Regions from separate parts of the Arachis hypogaea genome. Here region 2 is linked to region 1. Evidence: chromatin contacts called from public Hi-C data. All regions are on one chromosome and are shown on one strand. Each heading gives the region's core, a stretch centred on a gene start, on an enhancer-like site or on the middle of the called end of the contact. The rest is flanking DNA. Distances are from core to core; before and after follow the strand shown. Region 1 has its middle 14 kb from the start of LOC112783996. Region 2 holds the start of LOC112783355 (transcription factor HHO2).

Region 1 (6,498 bases), core at 1,507-4,006:
CTAATAAACTAATTGTTGTTAATTTACATGCCAAGCTATCAACCCTTTGCTAAGCTACAGCTACTATATGCTATTAATAATACTTCAACACCCTCCTCAAGTTAAGGTTATTGCAACAAAACAACATTTTTTTAATATTTGGTGATCATTTTAACCGCTGCTAAATTTTTACGCGATAATTAGTCATTGATTTGAGTGGCATAGTGACAATTTTGGACTATTGTTGGTAAAGAGCTTTGCTAAATTGTTTGTGACTTCGAAAGTAAAAAATTGTCACTAATTTATAATACTTGTTTAAGCATTTTATGCTATATATAGCGATGGTATGAAATCGTCACTAAATTTCTAAATTTTGTGATAGTTATTTTTCTTATATTTCGTGACTGTTTAAAAGTGTCATAACATATTCAGTGACGGTATGAAACCATCACTAAGTTACTTATTCTTGCGATAATTTTTTCCTATACTTAGTGACTTTTTATACCATTACAATATATCTAATGGCAGTTTGAAACTGTCATAAAGTTTTAATTTGTGCGACATCTTTTTCCTTTATTTAGTGACGGTTCTAAACCATTGCAATATCTTTAGAGTTAGATTTATCATTTTTAAATACTTGTTCTCGGTTAAACTGCCACTATCTTTCTAAAACACTTTATTATACCTTTAATGCTCAATATCAAGAACACAGTAAAAAAATTCAAGAACCATATTAATTCACTATCAAATAATCTCGTAGAAGCTAGCATTTATTTTACATTAATCAAATAACATAATTCAAATAATTTTAGTCCATCCAAAATATATGTAAAAGCTAATTTATCACCTAATCACATAATACAACACCTGAATTTAAAGATTAATCAATTAAGACATAAATCTAAACCCTCAACATAATTGCCTAACAGCATAGACTTTTGTGACAATGATTGAATTTTAGCAGGATTGTGCCTCGACTTATTCCACTCTTCCAATTTACCGCTGACACTAGCCATTAAATCATGTACAAGAATACCTTAAGCTGAGATATGCTTTTGCAGCTCAATCAATTCATGCTTCACTTCTACAACCTCCTCACATATCCTACAAAATCAATAATAAAGGGAAAATGTCTTATACCCCAAAAAGTATGTTCGTACTCAATTAAAATAGTTATTAAAATATTCTTACAAAAGTTTGAATCAAATACACAAAATATTTATTAAATGCAATTTTTTTTTGTATATTTTGTTTAAGATTTATCTATGATTTATTTTTTTTTTAAGGTTTTTTTTTATCAATGACATAAGCTTTCAGTACTATTCTAGTCATTAATTAAAAATGTAATGAAATAAAATCTACATCTGTACAAGAAACTTAATCAGTGGAATGGAAAAGAAGAGTGGAGATTGGGAGAACATTATGACAAGAGCTAAAAACTATTGCGTGAGGTCTCTGTGGCACTAATATTAGAGTCAGAGAAGCAATCCTTTTTTATTCGAAAGATCTATCTTGTCTGTGACACCTTAAGTAGGATCGCGAAGTACACTAAGAAAATAGGTCGGATAATAAATTTGAGACCGCTATAATAAAAATATCCACCTAACTCACACCACTTAATTAATGGATTTTGGTAGGTGAGACGAGTTTGTCTGGCGGACTTATCATTCTATATTTTTTAATTTTGACAAAAAATTACCTAGTCTCATATTAATTTTATTTTGGACAATGTTGGCTTCATTATTTTATTTCAAAAAATTTAATTAATGATTATGTTTATTAGATATTTAGAATTATAAAGACTTTAATATTTGTGAATTTAAAAATTATAATTTTTTATAATTAGGTTTAATTATAATTTCAAAAAACTTAGTTTGATAATTATATTTATTTTGGATAGTATTTTTTTATTGAAATGTTTGTAAAATTATATATTTTTTAATAGTTAACAGTTTAATAATTCTTTAAAAAAAATTGACAGATTTAGCCCGCCAATCCGTCATTAAACGAGGAGAGATAAAAATTTAGAATTCTCTTACTTAATAAAGCGGGACGGGCTTTTGGTAGGACGGGATTAGATAGTCTACCTGCCACCTTTAACTCTATCCTACAGTTTTAATATAGAACTATTAAAATAAAACACACATATAAAAAATAATATAATATTTGAAAATTATGCAAAATTTTACAAGTAAATAGAATTACTTTTAAATAGTAATTAAATTAAGTGAATCATTAAAAATAGGAAACTAGATACTCACAATTTTAGATGTTTTAAAATTTGATAGACAAATTGAACTAGAGAATTTTTTTTTATTTTAAAAATATTTGAATAATTCAATAATATTATACGTACATTAAATATTCTTGATATTTATATAAAAATAGATTTATTATTAATTAATTTTTTATTTATAATATTTTTAATTAATAAAACAAAAAATGCATATTAATTATTAAAAAGTATTGATATTTAAATACAAAATATTATATATATATATTAAAATTAATTATTATAAATTTTAAGTAAAAATAGAGAGAAGAAAAAGAGAAAGGAATGAAGGATGAGAGAGAGAGAGAATAAGGTGACGGTGGCGAATGATGAGAGAGGTAAGTCAGAAGAGAAAAGGGGATTCGGTTCGCCGCATATCAAACGGCGGTGAGCAAAAAGGGACCACCACCTTCCATTTTAAATTAAATAAGATTCTCATTCTTAATCTTAATAGCTCAACAATGTCTCGTCCAGTACCTAATTTTGTCCTTTTCTTTTTCTCTTAACCTCATCCTAATACCATCGCCCCCTTCCTCCCCTTGGCTTCTTTCATAGTGTATTTTAGGATTATTTTTTTTTGTATTATTCTATAATAAACTTATTTTACAGTTTACACATTTTTAACTGCATATACAATTAGATTTATGATATAAAAAAAGATAATTTATTCTCTAATTTTCAAAGAATATCAAAGTAGTTATTTTATTAATTTTTTTTCCCAATAAACAGTTTTAAAAATATTAATTTTCAGACATCACTCATATATACGCTACAAAAAAAAATTTAGAATAAAGTATTATTTTTATCTCCAATATTTCAATCGTCTTATTTAAGTTCCTAGCGTTTCAAAATTGACTCAACGTTGTCCTGCCGCTAGGGATCCGTTAATAGAATTGACGACGGGACAAAATTGAGACGATTTTGAAACGTTAGGGACTTAAATAGAACGAAAACGTTAGGGACAAAAACGATACATAAAAATATAATTTTATCTTTCAATAATATTAATTTTTTACTATACATAGTATTCAATTATTTTTTAATTACATCTAAATAAATTACACTTAATCACATTATTTTTATTTTAAATAAATTTAGTTTTTTATATTTTTAAAGAATTTTGATAAATTAGAGACAAAAAGAATAATTTATATTTTATTGTATATATACTAGTCATTCTACAAATATTTCATGATAACTAAAAATCTTTAAGAGTAAATTTATAAAAAAAATTAATTTATTTAAAATGAAAGTAATATGATTAAGTGTAATTTATTTAGATGTGATTAAAAAATAATTGAATACTATGTATAGTAAAAAATTGATATTATTGAAGGATAAAATTAAAATTTATTTCTATGTATCATTTTTGTCCCTAACGTTTTCGTCCTATTTAAGTCCTTAACGTTTCAAAATCGTCTCAATTTTGTCCCACCGTCAATTCTGTTAACGGCTCCCTAACGGCAGGACAACATTGAGTCAGTTTTGAAACGTTAGGGACTTAAATGAGACGATTGAAACGTTAGGGGACAAAAACAATACTTTACTCAAGAATTTAAAATAACATTTATATTAGAGTATGACATTTTTTATTGTCTCTGTAATTAACTTGTATTTAATGGCGGTTCTGATGATTATGGCAGTTTTAAACCAAAAAAAGCATATTACCAGATTTTATCAAATTTTTTTGTAGAAAGAAAATGAGGCTTATTACTTGTGAATTATATTATTATTCGCTAGTACTATTATGTATTTTTTTAAGTGTAAATCAAATAACTGATGTTGCAATAATACAATGTAAACTTTGTCAAAAACAATCTACTAAAGTAAAATAAAATACTTAAACAAGCATTCCTTTTGTTTGATTGACTTGTAGAGATGTATTTGATAGTCTCCTTATAGGGGAAGGGAGTGAGTATGCGTGTTAAATTGGAGATGACCTTATGAAACATTATTATTATGGTAACCCTTTTTCTTCAACATACGGCAGAAAATGCAACCCACATGTTGAATCCTAAGTTGATAAAATCATGAACGGTCTTAATTATCAAATGGGGTGGCATTACATGCATTTTCTGCCAACCACATTCACATGAGCTCTAAATTAAGCTCAATGTTTGACAATTATACACATCTTCAAAGCATAGAAGCATTCCACGACCCAAGAAAAAAGGGCAAGAAAGTATGGTGCTATGAGTACTTTTTATATGGACCATCAATTAACCCCTAAAGCCGTAGTTTTGGTATCTTTGATATTTATAGGTGGTGCTAGTTATAAATATTTGCACCTAAATACAGTGGTGGACGATATTAATTCAAAGTTCAATACATTGCATATGCAAAAATACAAATATTTTATACAAATATTTTATAACAAGTTCATATATGATATATCTATTCGTTCAAAATAATTTGGCACATACATTCAATTCAACTGTATTGTTTCATAAAGAATTAGAAAAAAAAAAATGACACTAGTATAAGTTTAAATAAACATCACATTATTAATTTTTTTTTCACCGAAATAACATTATATAAAAGTCACTGTTGGGTAAGAAAATTATACGTTCTAAATCATAAAATTTCACATCAATACATAATCATTTGATATATATTTTTTATAAATAAAAATTGTTAAAAAATAGTACTAGATGAATAAGTTATTGATCAATCAAGCTTCTAACCAAGTGTCCTAAAAGAGTCGAAAAAGTCAAAGTTCTTTTTTTTTCTATTTTATAATAGGTTTAATTATTTTCTTACTCTTTATAATTTTACCAAGTTTGTAATTAAGTTTTTATAATTTTTTTTTTAATTGGGTCTCTTTGTTGTTTTTAATTTTATAATGAGGTCTTTTTTAGTGTAAAAAAAATTAGAGTTAACTAAATATTTTTTCGCAAATTAAAGATATCCACAATTAAGAATATAATTAGATCTTTAACCACGTATTTTTGGAAGAATATTTCGTTAATTTTAACATTTTCAAAATGAAGAGGATCTAATTATAAAATTAAAAGCAATATAAAGACCCAATTAAAAAAATATAAAAATCTAATTACAAATTTGGTAAAACTATAGAAACCAACAGAGTAATTTTAAACATTGAGTAAAGTATCGTTTTTGTCCCTAACGTTTGGGATAGATCTCAAAGTTGTCCATAACGTTTAAATCGTCCTATTTAAGTTCCTAACGTTTCCAAATCATCTAAATCTTGTCCTGCCGTTAGTGATCTGTTAACGGAATTGACGGTGGAACAAAATTGACATAATTTTGAAACGTTAAGAACTTAAATAGGACGAAAATGTTGGAAACAAAATCGATACATTACTCTTAAAAGAATTACAAAAATCAAATAAAATGATAATGAATTTTAACGGAATGAATTGCATTACTAATTTAATATTTTTACTCATACTTGTAGAATGAGTAATATATAAATTTTCGAAAAGAAAAAGAAAGAGTATGTACATGTATAATAAAATATAAATTATATCTTTTTGTCTCTAATATACTGAACTTTTTTAATGCTTAATTTTATTTTTAACTTTTTAATAAATTTTAATCTTTTCTTCAATAATTTCAATTTTTTTCCGACGAATAGTTACTTAATTTTTTTAATTTTCTTTTAATAAAAGATAAATTCACTCAGACAAAAATAATGTGATTAAAAGTAAAATTAAAAAAAATAATTGAATAATTATCTACCGAAAAAAAATTGATATTATTGAACGATAAAATTAAAAATAAAGTTTAACAAAATTAAATATTAAAGAATTTTGATACATTAGAGACAAAACCTACAATTTATACTTTATTGTATATGTATCATACCCGTTTTTTTCTTTTTCACAAGTTTATGTACTAGTCATTCTACAAACATTTCATGATAAGTAAAAATTTTTAAGAATAAAATTATAAAAAATAAATTTATTAAAAATAAAAGTGTTGTGATTAAGTGCAATTTACTTAAATGTGATTGAAAAATAATTAAATAACTATGTACCGTAAAAATTTATATTATTAAAGGATAAAATCAAAATTTATTAAAGGATACTATTAACAGAATTGACGACATGACAAAATTGAGACAATTCTGCTACAATTTTTTTCTCAACACATCTCTTCTTTTATTTTTGTTTTTATTTTTTTTTTTTACCGAAAATAGGAAGACTCAAACCCGCGACCTCTTAGGTAAATATTGAGAGACTGTCATTTGAGTTATAACTCATTGACCACATCTCTTCTTTTGT
Region 2 (6,498 bases), core at 1,162-3,661, 190 kb before region 1:
TAAGGGTCTCAAGACAGAAAATACAAAGAAAACAGAAACAAGACAGAAAAGTTCTCTCTATTTTTGTTCCCAAAGAAAGACATCATGCCTTTTTTTTGTCTCGTTTTTCAAACAGGTTTGTGTTTTCTAGTATCTCTCTTTAAGTATGTTATCAGAGTTACCAAACAGGACCCAAGTGATGTAAGGTTTAGTTGCTTTTTTCCCATAATTGCCTCATCCCCAAAACAAAAATAGACAAAGAAAAAAATTGGAATAGCAAGAACTCACTTGTAAATGGCTCTTCACTTCATCGTTTGTGAGTCCATCAACCTGCATGAGTTCTCTAATCTGCTTTGGTGTTGCCACTGAAATATACAGAACCCAGAAAACCTTAAATCAGACAAATCAACCACACAAGATTTTATACGATTAAGAGCTACAAATTTGCGTTTACATAGATTGACATATATAAATGATATAATATGATCTATATATAAACATACGTAATCACACAAAATTCCCATATATATCTGTTGCCTGATCTAACTTCAATCTAAGTCACAGTTTCACTCATAAATCCAACACATCAAATTCGTATATAAATTGTAGCATCAACTCCCCAAACTTAAAAGGCTTTTAAATGCAGTTTCCAAATCAGTACAATATTTAAGAGTCTTCCACTTCATTACCAAAATTAAAGTAACACAATAACAACATTCCTAATTCAAGCAAATCAATCATAGATCACAATTCACAAACAATAGTACTACTATATCTAACAATGAAAAATTAAATACTGATTGATCATCACCAATTCACGACTAACCTTGAGAACCACCAAGCTTTTGCAACGCATTGACAAATCGTCGGTGCAGCTCCGGGGACCAGCACCTCCTCTGTTTCCTAGCAGTCTGCTGAGGCTGAAGAGGCATCATGGCAGTGCGGTGGGCAGCCGCCGGAGGAGAAGACGTGGAAACCGGCCTGTTGTTGGAGCTGGTTCTGGATCCACTCGAACCAGAACCTTCCCTGAGAGTCTTCACTCCACCACCAGCAGCAGCAGGGGTCAACAGAGGAAGCCTATTAATAGCACCAATATCTTCCTTCTCTTCTTTGGTTGCAGAGAGCGCCACAGTAGTGACCGGCACTGAACAAGAAGTGTATGAAGTAAAAGGCATAAACCCTCTTCCTCCATTATTTCTAACATTGCTATGAGATTGAAAAGGATTCTCAACCACAAATTCCTGATTCTTCTGTTAACACAACACAAACAACTCTATGTTAAGATCACTCACTAGGCCTAAAAAAACAGTGTGCGTGAATTTTAAGTTATTTTATTACTGTTTATTTACCTTTGTTCCGAATTTATGATGATGATTTTGGTGATGGTGTTTGTGATTATTATCAAAGGCATTATTATTATTATTATTGTTAAGTGTGGTTGAAGAAGAAGCGTTCCAGAGCTGAACGGAACTCATCCAACTCATCTTATCTCTGCATTCTTTCTCCTGCCGAATATTGTTATTGTTGTTGTTATTATCATTATTATTATTATTATTATGTTCTTCATCGTCTTCGCTATGATCGAACTCTCTCTTCAAAGGAATGAACACTTCCAGCACTGGCTCAGATTTACGCTCACCTTCACTGCATTTCTCCAATTCCTCTTTCAGTGCCACAATTGCTGCAACCAAACAAAGAAAGAAATAAACAAACAAATGAATAATATGAAAAGCCTGACAAAGAAAGAGGAGAATCGAAGGAGGAAAGAGGAAGAACCGTCGCTGAGGAGGAGCATGGAGAGAGGAAGCTCGCGCTTGAAGGCGTGGATCTTGTTGTATTCGTCTTCCAAGTGAGAGAGGAAATCGTTGATCCTGGATTGCTTCTCAGATGCGGTGATTCCCGTGGTTGAAAGCGCGGAGAGGAAATCAGTTATGGTTTTGGGAATGAAACTTGGTGTTGACGGTGGTGGTGGGGGTGGTGGCGTTGGTGGTCTAATGTCTAAGCTCAGTTCTGCAGGAACCGAACCCATTCTAATTCGATCTTCTTCTTCTTCTTCTTCTTCTCTGTTTGCGGTTGGAATTCAATTCAGATCGTTTAATTGATGAGAGTTTCAGAGACAGGGAAAGAAAGGGAAATGGCGAGCGAGGAGAAGTTGGGGAAATGGGAATGGAATAAATATTGAATGACTCTGTGTGTTTTTTGTGTTATTCTGCGACAGATTATTCTTCTTCTTATTTTATTATTATTATTAATTATTAATAAATAATAATTATGTTATGTGATTGTGAATGTGAATGTGAATTTTATATATATACTAATGAAATAATACTTTTATTTTGATAAAGAAAAAGGAGTAAGTGGGTTGGATTGGAAGGAAGGCAAATTTTCAGAAACGCGAAGATTCTGCGCAAACAAGAAACAATGAAAGAGAAAGAGAAAAGGAAAGCATCCACGGAGGTTTATTCTTATTTTTTTATTTTTTTTAAATAAAAAAGAAAAAGTCACTTTCGGGTCCTCGCGTATTTCATCCTATTGATCACTGTTCCCACTCTCTAAACCTCATTCATATTGTTTTTTTTTTTTTTTCCATTACTTACTGTTTTCTTATTCATGCATTATTTGACTAAACTACTCGTGTTAAGAATCAGGGAGCTTATCTTGTCACTCTAATCAAATTCTACTTAATTACTGGGGTTATATTTGTAATGAAGTAATATTCTGGATAATTAATGTACGGGTACTTTGACTAGTACTATTCTTACTTGATTTTATTAAATAACTAATATAAATTACAGTAAGAGAATTTATAGGAGTATATATATTTCCTATGAAGACTAATTTCAGAGAAATTACTTTTGGCATGATTTTGACTTATGATTTTGTTTCTCACATCTTGCACTTAAATTTTGCCACAATAATAATGCTGCTTCATGCATCTGTCAGTTTTGACTATGAGCTGCCTACTATCTATAAACCATTACGACCAAGCTGAGTAGAATTGTAAATATGGCAATTTTCTAGTTTTGGTTAATTTTTAATTAAATAAACTGTGTAAAAGACTTATTCTACTCAAAGTTATAGATTATTGAAGGAAAAACGAAGGTTTTTTTTTCCAATTCTTATAGATACTGTAAATTTGAGTTTTGTTCTTAATATTTTTTTAGCCAAAGTACCGAAAATAGACCGAGTATTAAATCAATAGAATTAGAAATTTAAAAATTTTAGTATTTATATATAATAAAATAATATATTTATGTATAAAATATATTTTTTAAAAAATATTTTTTTTATTATTTTAAATCGATTAAGTGTTAAAATTATATCGGTTCAGTTGGTTAATCAATTTTTTTTATCATTTTGACCAATTCGGTATCAACTGATTTTTTACCTAACTCAAACCAGTTTAATAATTAGTTATCGATTAATCCGATTAAATTAACCATGCTTTTTGCTTCTTTTAATTTTTTTTTATTTTGATTTATTTTCCAACATTCGAATAATCAATGCTCTCCAGTAAAGTTAAAATTCATTGTGATATATATAGTTTCATCATATATGCCAATTATATTTAGTTTAGTCTATGAAATTTGTTTTAAAAACTTTCAAATTATTATCACGTAAAGATTTAGATTTAGACCAAATAATTTAAATTAAATCATATAAAAAATTAATTTTTATTATAAAATTGTCTTTTTAAATTTCATTTTTAGAAGATTAGAGTTAGAAGGTTAGATTTAGAATTTATAATTAAAGTTTAGAATTAGAAATATATATATATAGCTCCTATTTGTTAGAAAATTTTAGATTCCTTTTAATTGAACTCTTCTTCAAAAGAGTAGTCTTTAACAAAAAAATATTCCTTCTAAAAAACAACGTGAAATTTACAAATTTTAAGGAGTCAATAAAAAATACGAAAGAAAAAATATTATTTTTTTATCACAATTTTATTAGTTTGATTAGAGTAGTTCAAATATATGTATAATAAAGTGGATTATACTCGAAATATATCAGCCTCTATCTAGCAACTTTCACTGCAACATTGTATGCAGAAACATTGCATCTACAAAAACATCCACTATAATCACGACCATCTGGAGAGTTAATACTCAATAATAGCAATATTAGGAAGCAATAATCCAGATTATTGGGGTCTGGGGACGTTCTACACTTTGGGATTGAAAAATGTGACTTTATTAAAATATTTCATGAAAATATTGTGAAGTAGATAGATAATAAAAATAAAAGTAAATGGGAGGAAAATTTTTAAAGAAATAATTTCTCTACTATAAAGCCCTATTTCCAAAATATTGCTATACAAGGTTAAGAGATCATTCGGGTTATGCGAAAAATAAAAAAGATGTGTGATAGATGAGAAAAATGATGCTAGGTAAATACGGTGGCAAAGTCAGGACTCAATATATATAAGAAGTAATCACTTATATAATGAGTTATTATAATTTTTGCACTAGTTGTGATACGTGCTTCAAATGTTCGTGATATGAAGAGTTCAAGTGTTATTTAGAAGATATTATTTTACATTTTTAGAATGTTTTATTTTAATTTGATGTATTTTAATTTTGTTTATATAATTACTAGATTGGACCTTATGTTTATAGGCTTTAAGGTTTTCTTTGTTTTAACCTAATAAGAGGTTATAAATACCTCCTTAGCTATTGTAGTCGTAGCATAGAATGATTTAGAAGTTCAAAACCCCTTTTTAGTTTTGTGATGAAACCATGGTGTGGACAATTGAGGTTGAGAAGTCTCTCTTTTGTTACATCGAGAATTGGGTAGAAGGTTGAGGAGTCCCTTCGATTCAATTCCCAAATTATGGCGTTGACAAGTTAGGTTGAGGAGTCCCTTTCTTGTTACGTTAAGAAATTGGGTAGAAAGTAGAATGATTCTCGTTGTACTCAATTTCAATTTATTTTTTTTATTTTTATTTCAATTCCAATGTATTCTTTTTATTCAGTTTGAATCCTTATCTTTTTGTTTATCCTTTTATTTCTTTATCAAGTTGGGTCAACATCTAACACAAACAAAAGAATAGAAGAATCCTTAAATACTATTTGATAAGCTTGCTTCTTTAAACTTGTTGGTTGAAATATTCTATTTTCGAAAAATATTGAGCTTGGAGAGTAATAAATTTCTATTTCAAAGAATGTAAAGTAATAGCTAGTTGATATATTTAGTCAAGGAGCTGGTCAATGTGCTTAATCGAAGAATTCAAGTTTTGAAATGGTTACTTATATTAGTCAAAAGGAGTAGGAACGGTTACTCATGAATTAATATACATGAATTAATATACATGGAAGTTACATTTCAATCTGATTGGTTAAAGGTTCTTATAAATAGGAGAAGATTCGAAGGAACAAGGGTTGTAACTTTACTTTAGAAAAACACTCAAGCACACTCATATTCCAGCGACTTACTGAGTCTGTGTTCAAGTTACTTTTTTGTAGGGTTCCTTCCATATTTTTAATTTTCATATACATTTTTCAGTAACATTTTATTTTTCTTGCAAATTTACCTTTTCAGCAATGTTTAATTTCCTTGTTCAATTTAACCTTTTAGCACTTTGTTTTTGAATTGGAAATCCTTTGATCTTATTGAAGGCGATTTACTACTTTATTTAAATTCAATGCAATTTCTTTCATTTCCAGTCAATTTATTTTCAAAGTCTATTTTTATCTATCTTTCAGATTTCCTTTTATTTTGTTTCATCGAAAAGGTTCTTTGATGCACTTTAGAAAAATGGTACTCATAAAAGAGTAGGTTTCACTCCCAAACCACTAGATATCAAACCACTTTCGATTTGCTAAAAATCGACAAAATAAATTGGAACGCCTAGTGGGACAGTTTTAAAACTTAATTATGTCAAATGATTTTTATGTTGCCATAGTGTATGCGATTGAAAAGTGAAAGAATTGTACACATGGCAGATGAGGTTTCGAATGTTAATGGTGGTTCATCTACAAGTGACAGTGTGCCAGTAATTGCACAGTCTTCAGCGGATGTCATTTCACATCCAGAAGGGAATATGGTGAATGAAAGTGTAGTGGTTACTGATGAGAAAACTTTTGCGTGGTCTAGAAATTTGTGGATAAATCCTCGTTGCATGTATAGTTTCTAAACCTTCAAAAGTCCTTTCATACAAATGTTTTGGTTGTCACAAGTAACAAACCCCTTTGAAATTGATAACCGAGTATTTAAACCTCGGGTCGTCTTCTCAAGGAATTGCAGGGAGGTGTTCTTATTATTGGTTATGCAAAGGTATGTTTTGGGGTTTTGGATCAAGGTAAAAAGTAAGAATAGCAATGGCAGAGGAAATAAAATAATAATAATAAAAATAAACTCTTGGCAAGATATTAGAACTGGAAGTCCTATCCTAGTTATCCTTATCAATTGTGATGAGAATTGGATTTTTCTCCCACTTTGTTAACCTCTGACTATGAAGGTAAGTTAAGTGGACGAATTAATTTGAATCCTCAAGTCCTAGTCTTTCCTTGGGAAAGGCTA

The links. A called contact is a pair of places that touch in the nucleus more often than the background predicts.
Region 2: a contact with region 1 is called in a Hi-C map of leaf, with 1.9 times the contacts expected there. The contact joins the promoter of LOC112783355 here to the enhancer-like site in region 1. A contact is called at or near these places in 3 of 8 Hi-C or Micro-C datasets (leaf and an unstated tissue).

What each region holds. Positions count from the first base shown.
Region 1 is chr20:46,304,574-46,311,071 of arahy.Tifrunner.gnm2.J5K5, reverse strand. No RefSeq gene overlaps it. Among protein-coding and RNA genes, the nearest start is that of LOC112783996, 14 kb to the right of the region's middle. Within about 2 kb of position 2,756, at least 2 of the 3 cell types and tissues checked have open chromatin away from gene starts, as enhancers often do.
Region 2 is chr20:46,495,510-46,502,007 of arahy.Tifrunner.gnm2.J5K5, reverse strand. LOC112783355 (transcription factor HHO2) reads right to left here and starts at 2,411. Exons shown (of 5, transcript XM_025826279.3): 1 at 1,756-2,411; 2 at 1,329-1,660; 3 at 806-1,229; 4 at 268-344. The coding sequence starts at 2,008.